Linked DNA regions of Mus musculus: region 2 is linked to region 1. A link is a contact called in public promoter capture Hi-C data. All regions are on one chromosome and are shown on one strand. Each heading gives the region's core, a stretch centred on a gene start, on an enhancer-like site or on the middle of the called end of the contact. The rest is flanking DNA. Distances are from core to core; before and after follow the strand shown.

Evidence for each region. Promoter capture Hi-C pulls out the DNA fragments that hold promoters and counts their contacts.
Region 2: a promoter capture Hi-C map of embryonic stem cells shows a contact between it and region 1, with 4 times the contacts expected there. The contact joins the promoter of Fbxl16 here to the promoter of Tpsg1 in region 1. A contact is called at or near these places in 8 of 39 promoter capture datasets (the 3T3-L1 cell line, embryonic stem cells, hippocampal neurons and 2 more), 1 of 484 Hi-C or Micro-C datasets (the G1E-ER4 cell line) and 4 of 115 datasets of contacts at active chromatin or transcription factors (embryonic stem cells, forebrain, neural tube and 1 more).

What each region holds. Positions count from the first base shown.
Region 1 is chr17:25,368,757-25,372,304 of GRCm38.p6, reverse strand. It overlaps Tpsg1 (tryptase gamma 1), which reads right to left and starts at 1,752. Exons shown (of 5, transcript NM_012034.3): 1 at 1,605-1,752. The coding sequence starts at 1,653.
Region 2 is chr17:25,807,336-25,810,883 of GRCm38.p6, reverse strand. It overlaps Fbxl16 (F-box and leucine-rich repeat protein 16), which reads right to left and starts at 1,785. Exons shown (of 6, transcript NM_001164225.2): 1 at 1,498-1,785.

The DNA.
Region 1 (3,548 bases), core at 503-3,002:
CATGCTAGGGTTTTCAATCTTCCTAACACTGGGACCCATTCATACAGTTCCCTGTGTTGTTGTAACCCCCAACCATAAAATTATTTATGTTGCTACTTCATAACTGTAACTTTGCTATTATGAATCATAATATAAATATTTGATATGCAAATAATGTTAGGGGACCCCTGTAAAAGGGTTTGATCTCCCCCAAGGGGTTGCGCCCCACAGGTTGGGAACCGCTACCCTAGAAGCAGTAAGTTCATGGATCTTGGCTTCCGAACACTACCCCAAAGGACGTAGCAGGCTCCTTAGAAAGATGCTCAGTGGAGCTGGGCAAACGGCTTACTGCCTGGAATTAAAGGGGTGAGGAAGGGCTGAGGTGATGGGAGCTATGGAGGCCCAGGAGGCTGGGGGTAGGGGGTGCCCCCCTAAGTGAGAATGGGGTTTCCTTTTTAGAAGGATGTTTGGAACTAGATAGATGTGATATCACAAAACACTGGGGATGTGTTAAATGTCAACAAATGCTACACTGTATCGTGAGTAAATGTTATGTAAATTTCACCTCAATTTTTTTTCTCATGAAAATCTAGAGATATCACCCACAGGGGAAGGCTTTCCTCTTAATCTGTACTACAAAATGAAACCCGAAATTGGGTCCACATTGATAAAAAGAAATGGAAGAGACCACATCCTTCCCACCCAGAACACCAGGTACGTCCTGAGGAAGATGCTTTGAGTCTCTTTCCCAAGAGCAACATCAGCAAAAGAAAGAGATCAACTGTGAGAGCCAGCAGGCTGTGTCGCAGGAGATGGAAAGTGGCTCTCGAAGATACAAATGGGGCAGAGGTGCAGCTTCCCAGGAGAAGCCTGTGGCAAATCATAGCCTCCCTGGGCCAGGTCACTCTCTCCCACCACAGGCACTGCCCCTCTAGGGTCTGCCTGCCAGGACTGGTCTCTAATCCCGAAATATCTGTTGGAGGTGCACCTGACTGTAGAGCTTCATGGGCGATGCCTGAAGGATAGAGACGGAGGGATTAGGGGAACTGCCCGTGGGAGTGACTCTGGTCCTGTGGGCCTAAGCACTGCCCCCAACCCTGGAAGATCCCAAGGTGGCCCTGAGGTAGATGTTCCCATCCTGGGCAGCTAAAGCTAGATCTAGCCAGGTAGGTGGGGCCCAGCTGGGTGGGGCCCAGCTAATTGATTGTGGCCTGGTCAACTGCATCCTAGTTCCAGGGTAGGGTGGGACCAGCCATGGGCCATAAACAACAGCTGGGAGGCAGTGAGCCTCAGCCCCTCACAACCTCTAGGTCCTCCTTGAGGTGTGTCCTTCCAGGATCTAGTCCTGTAGGTGTCCCCACACATACACACAAGCCTCTGTCTCCAGTAATGACAGCCAAGCTGCCCAGCTGAGGAGCCCAGACAAAGCAGAGGCCACCATGAAGAACTTGGCTTTGCTTGTCTAAGGCCAGACTTCAAGGTACCCGGACCCCTCTTACATGGCTCCCAGATTTCTCTGAGCTCCAGCCCAGAGTGGAAAATAGAATAAATGCAGGTGAAGTTCCTGAGAGGAAGCAGGCCCCTCCCACCCCAGTGCCACACCAACCCCAAGCCAGTTCACTCACCAGAAACAGCCAGAAACAGTAGGATGCCACAGTAGGGCCCCAGAGCCATGGTGTCTTCCCACAGCAGAGTCAGGACCACCCCATGCCCCTGCCCAGCCCCAGGCCTATCAGTATGGGGTTGGATAGGGTTGGCTTCACACCTGCCACAGGGTGGGAGGGAGGAGGATACAGGCTCCTCACCTGATCCTATTGCACACCACAGGGAGGGGCTGTCAACTTCATTTGAAGGCTACACCCAACCTTGGCAGAAAGGGACACATTCAATGGCACAGAACATAGCAGGGACAGAATGACACCCAACTGTCCACACCACAACCCAAGCTTCTCTTCTCCCAGTGTATAGAGGGCACCACAGCCTTGGTTTCTACAGAGTATGCATCTCCCAGTCTCCAGATTCTCAGCCTCCAATGCTCCCTCTTTAAGTACATACTCTCCTCTGTGTCCCTGGGTCTCCTAACTCCACCCCAGGTAAGTAGAGTCAGATCTCGCTGCCTGCATAGGGCTTCTGTCCTGTCTGGAGCATAAGGACCTGCTGGCCGTGGGTGTGGCCAGAGCCAGGAACTTTTCCAAGCTCCAAATCTCAGACCCAGGGTCGGAGGGTCCCACTGACACTTTCAAGGTCAGGAGTCCCCTCTTAGACTCGGGAAAACCGTCAGTAGAAAGTTGTTCACTGCTTCCTCAGGATGTGACAACACAGGGTTAAGTTTGCCTGCTTCCTGCCTACTTGCCCCACAGCACAAGGGTGCATGCAAAATGTTTGCCTTAGTGACAGACAAATACACTATCAGCTCACCCTGTGTGACTGGCCTCCCTTAGGTAGCTGTACACCTGAGAGGGGACTGTTAGGAACATGGGACCTGCCTGCCAGTCTACTCCCAACAAATGGCAGACAGTGGAGGGAAGGGGTCCATGTGCTCTTACGTGTCATCCCAACCAACCCAAGAGCCTGATGACACTGGGGTTTCCATGGGATCAGAGCCCCTGCCCCAAGTCCTGACCTTCTGAACTCTCTCAGGGTCCACATAGGAGAGAACTTCAGGATCTTTATCTGCCCCGCTTTCTCTTGCTTTTGGTATTTGGAGACCTAATCTCTCTCTCTCTCTCTCTCTCTCTCTCTCTCTCTCTCTCTCTCACACACACACACACACACACACACACACACACCAGAGAGAGAGAGAGAGAGAGAGAGAGAGAGAGAGAGAGAGCTGCCAGAGTGTTCTGTAACTCAGACCCCCAAGGAGAGGCAGAGCTTAGGGCTATATCTGCTAAAATAGCATGCTTACCTGGGTACTGGCCTCTGGCTGAGACAGTGGGTTTGGATGTTGCCCACTGAAAACTCTCAGCTAAGCCTGGTCCCTGTAGCCCATGGCAGAGATGAATCCAATGACCGTTTTTATCTGTCACCTGATGGCTGGGCTGGGCTGAACTGAGCTTCTCACTGGAGATCCTAGTCCATCCCCCACTCTGCATCCTCCCACTGCCCCCCCCATCTTCACTAAGGATGGCTGAATGGCCTTATCAGAGTGCTGCCACCCATCAGATTCACTGTGACCCTGATTGTGAGATGGGTGGGGCTGGAGGAACAAGGGACTGAGTACTGAGTACTTTCACCTTTTATTTTTGTGATGGATGAGTCTGTTATGTTTGACATTAAAAATGAAAACTAAGGAACTCGAGAGATGGTTCAGCGGTGAAGAGTGTGACACACACACAGAGCCAGAGATGACACCTAGCACTGGGTGGGACAACTGACCTAATTTCCCATCAAGGATGAGGGCTCCATCCAAGAGAGGGAAAGGTCAGCACTCAGCAGTAATTGTAAAATGTAGATGTCACCCTCATCAGATGTCATCTCCAATACAGAATGGCTGAAAGAAGACAGGAGACAAAGAGGCAGGTTGCTGCAGAATGATTATGGAACATAGATGACATTCCAACAAACAG
Region 2 (3,548 bases), core at 536-3,035, 440 kb before region 1:
CTAATGGGGACAGTTCAGGGCTGCTCACTGACCTCCTGACCTTGCTTTGCTGCCTTCCCCCCCCCCCCAGTGCCAGTCCCGGAAGGTTCATCAGTGACTCTCAGAGGTGAAGGCTTATGGTCAGGAAGGTTGAGTGATGCCCACCAGAAGCCCCTTCTAGTGCCTCTGAAATAGAGAGCCCAATCTCTCAGGGCTACCTAGATGCACTTGTTTTAACTTCATCAGTGCGAGACGGGACCTGTTCAGGTGTATTTGGGAGAACAGGTGAGTGCATACGTGTCCTGGACTTACAGTATGGGTGACTGGGGAGGCAAATAGTGAGGGTGGCAGGAAATGAGGCTGCTGAATCTTGGGCTATCTCAACATCACCCACGTTTTCAACCTTGACTTTCCCTCTCTTCTCCCAATGGCTCCCAGCCCGGCCCTCAGGCCACGTCTAGGCAGGAAATCGAGGCTCCACCATGCCTCTGACCTGATCTAGGCAGCCCCTAATCATCCAGGCTCCTGTCCCAACACCGGCCCCCCCCCCGCCCCTCCCCCCTGCTGCGATGAGGCTGCTGTCCAGCACTTCATCAAAGTGTTGGGCTGGAACAGAGGGTCCCGTGTCCCGAAGGGGCAGCAGGGAGGCCTGAGAAGACCCTGGTCAGTGGGCCCTGGGACAAGATGGCAGTGGAAGTCGGGCCTCCAGGAGGGAGCAGGTGAAGTGGCATCTGCCATCTGCTCCTGGGAGGTCAGCTGCTGGCTCGGGCTGGGAGGGGCTAGCAGGAGGGCTGCTAGGCCAGATCCAGGCCTCAACAGTGCAGCCTTCTCTCCTGGGATGACGGGTGGGGAGGATCCCCCACTGACTAACATCCTAGAAGGACATGGAAGCCCTGCTCAGCAATCTCAGGATGCCCATTCCCCATTTTGAAGCCTTCCAATCTTGGCCAAGGCCCATTTTCTTTTTCTAGAACCAAAGACATGCCAGCCCACTCCCTGGTATAGAGCTGTGGGCGGCAGCTCTATACCAGCTCATGTCCAGAAGGCGTCCAGGACCCCTAGGCCACATATCCACATGGCTCCTCCCTTTTAATTGTATCAACACCTGTCACGTCCTCCAGTCCGCCGGAGGCTCATAGGGCTGGAGTGGGGAGAGCCCAGAGCCAAGCCAGAAGGAGTGGGGGCTGACGGCCTGCAGTTCCGCGTCCTCGCAGCCACCGTGCTTCCTCTCAGCAATTCCGTGGTACGGAGATACAGCCTGACCGCGCTGCCGGTAGCGAGCGGGGCGCAATCAGGCCGGCCACTAGGGTTAGGGGCTGCGGAACCGCTGGCTCAGCGGCCGAAGGGTGAGGTGGGGAAGGGGCTGCGATTACGTAAGCCCTGCTCAGGCGGCGGCGGCCGCGGCGCAGTCCCAAGTCCCCACCCCGCCCCCTCCTCATTGTAGCCTTCGCGGAGGCAGTGGCTCGACCTGGACCCTCCCCTCCCCGCAGCCTGGCCGCGCGCGCACACACACCTTACCTCGGCCAGGGCTTCTGGCTCATGCCACGCTGTCCGCCGGGCGACCTCGCGTCATGGGGAGCTCAGCACCCGAGCCGCCTAGCGCGGAGGCGGCCGAGGTGCTGGACTGGCTAGCAGGGCCCGACTGCGCCCCGCGCCCGGCGCCCCGCGCCAGGGCCCTCTCCGCAGAGTTCCGAGCGGAGCTCCCCGGTGGGAGAGGATCTGCCGCCCTGAGCCTCCCACCGGGGAGGCTGAGGCTGTGCCCAGATAAATAAGGCCGCTTTGCAGGGAACCCGGCGGGCGCCTCCTCCCTCCCCTTCCCCTCCTCCCTGCGCTCCTCCTCCGCGCTCCTCCCCGCGCTCCTCCGCGGCCGCCGCCGGCGCCGCGCGTGCCCCCCGCCCGGCCCTAAGAGCCGCGCCCTCGCGCGCTCCCGGCGTCCGGACCAATCCGGGTTCTAGAGCCAGGCTGAGGTGTCGAGAATCCCCAACCCCGCCCCGCTCCTCTCCGCGCGCTCCCGGTGCGGTACCGACGGGCACGCGCCAGGCGGCAGCACCCGCTCAGCGGCCGGTGTTCGCACAATAACAAACCCCGTAGGCCGCGCGGCCGAAGAGCAGCTTCGAGTGTCCCATCTGCACAAAGTGGTGGCGACCCAGAATCTTGCCAGCTGAGGAGAATTGCGGTCCTTGGCGCGAGCGGTTGGCAGTGGGGTTCCGGATCCTGCGCAGATGCAACTGGCCCTATGTGCCCTTGCTTGGATTGCCACCTGTGAGGGCGAGGAAAGAGAAGCCGAGTGGAGACATCGACATCGTCGCACCTCCACACACACACACACACACCCTCCTTATGGCCCCTAGGATTCATATCCCTTCCGATCCTGTTGCGAGTCAGGCAGAAGAATCCCTGTTCTGGGTGACATAGTCACACACTTGCAAGCAAGTGACTAAAGCAAGCGTCAATGAAAACACAAGACAGTGGAGTGATAGTGGGGAGGGGTTACTTCTGACAATGTCACAAATGATCTGAGACGCCCTCTCTGTCCCCATAGCACTTGGTAGGAATGGTTCGAGAATCGACCTGCCTTATGGAGTTCCACAGGTTCGCTCTGAGATGAAGTAGAGGTCAGGTGGTGGCAGCCTGTATGGACCAGGGAGGGTGGTTTGTGTAAAAGGACCCATTAAGGGCTGCTGGAGAGCCAGACCTCTCAGCAGGCTAAAGGGACCCCAATCTGGGTCTCTCTTGAGACCAGAAACAGCAGATGTTGGGACAGCAGAGTAGCGTCTTGGAAGAGAAGGAGCTTCAGGGTGGAATGTCCTCAGATGAGACCAACTGCTGTGGAGATGGGAGGTCTGTCTCCTGGGAATGATGTGAGGCCTAGGGGCAATAAGAAAGGGAAGTAAGCTGTATCCTAGCTGGTGTGTGTGTGTGTGTGTGTGTGTGTGTGTGTGTGTGTGTGTGTGTGTGTGTGGTGTATGATCATATATGTGAAGGTGCAAATAGAAGTTAGAGGGCAGTCTCAGGTATTTCTTAGGCAGTGTGTGTGAGTGAGTATATGTGTGTGTGTGTGTGTGTGAGAGAGAGAGAGAGAGAAAGAGAGAGAGAGAGAGAGAGAGAGAGAGAGAGAGAGAGAGAGAGAGAGAGAGAGAGGAGAGAGAGACTGATATTAGAATCCTCTTCTACCAGTCTTTAAAAAAATTATATATTTTATGTATGTGAGTATACCATGGCTATCTTCAGACACACCACAAGAGGGCGTCAGATCCCACTACAGATGGTTGTGAGCCACCAGGTGATTGCTGGGATTTGAACTCAGGACCTTTTGCTCAGGTTAAGCAGTCAGTGCTCTTAACCACTGAGCCATCTTGCCAGTCTGTCTTCTACCACTCTTTACCCTGTTTTGTCTTTTCTTTTTTTCTTTTCTTTTTTTTAATGGTTTTAGAGCTTTATCGTTAAAAGGAAGGGAGAAAGAGAGGAGGTAGAAAGAGGGAGAGAGAGCGGCCATGGCCACATAAAGAGAGGGGGAAAAAGAGAGAGATGGAAGAAGGGCTAGAGAGTAAAGTAAAAAAGGGTGAGAG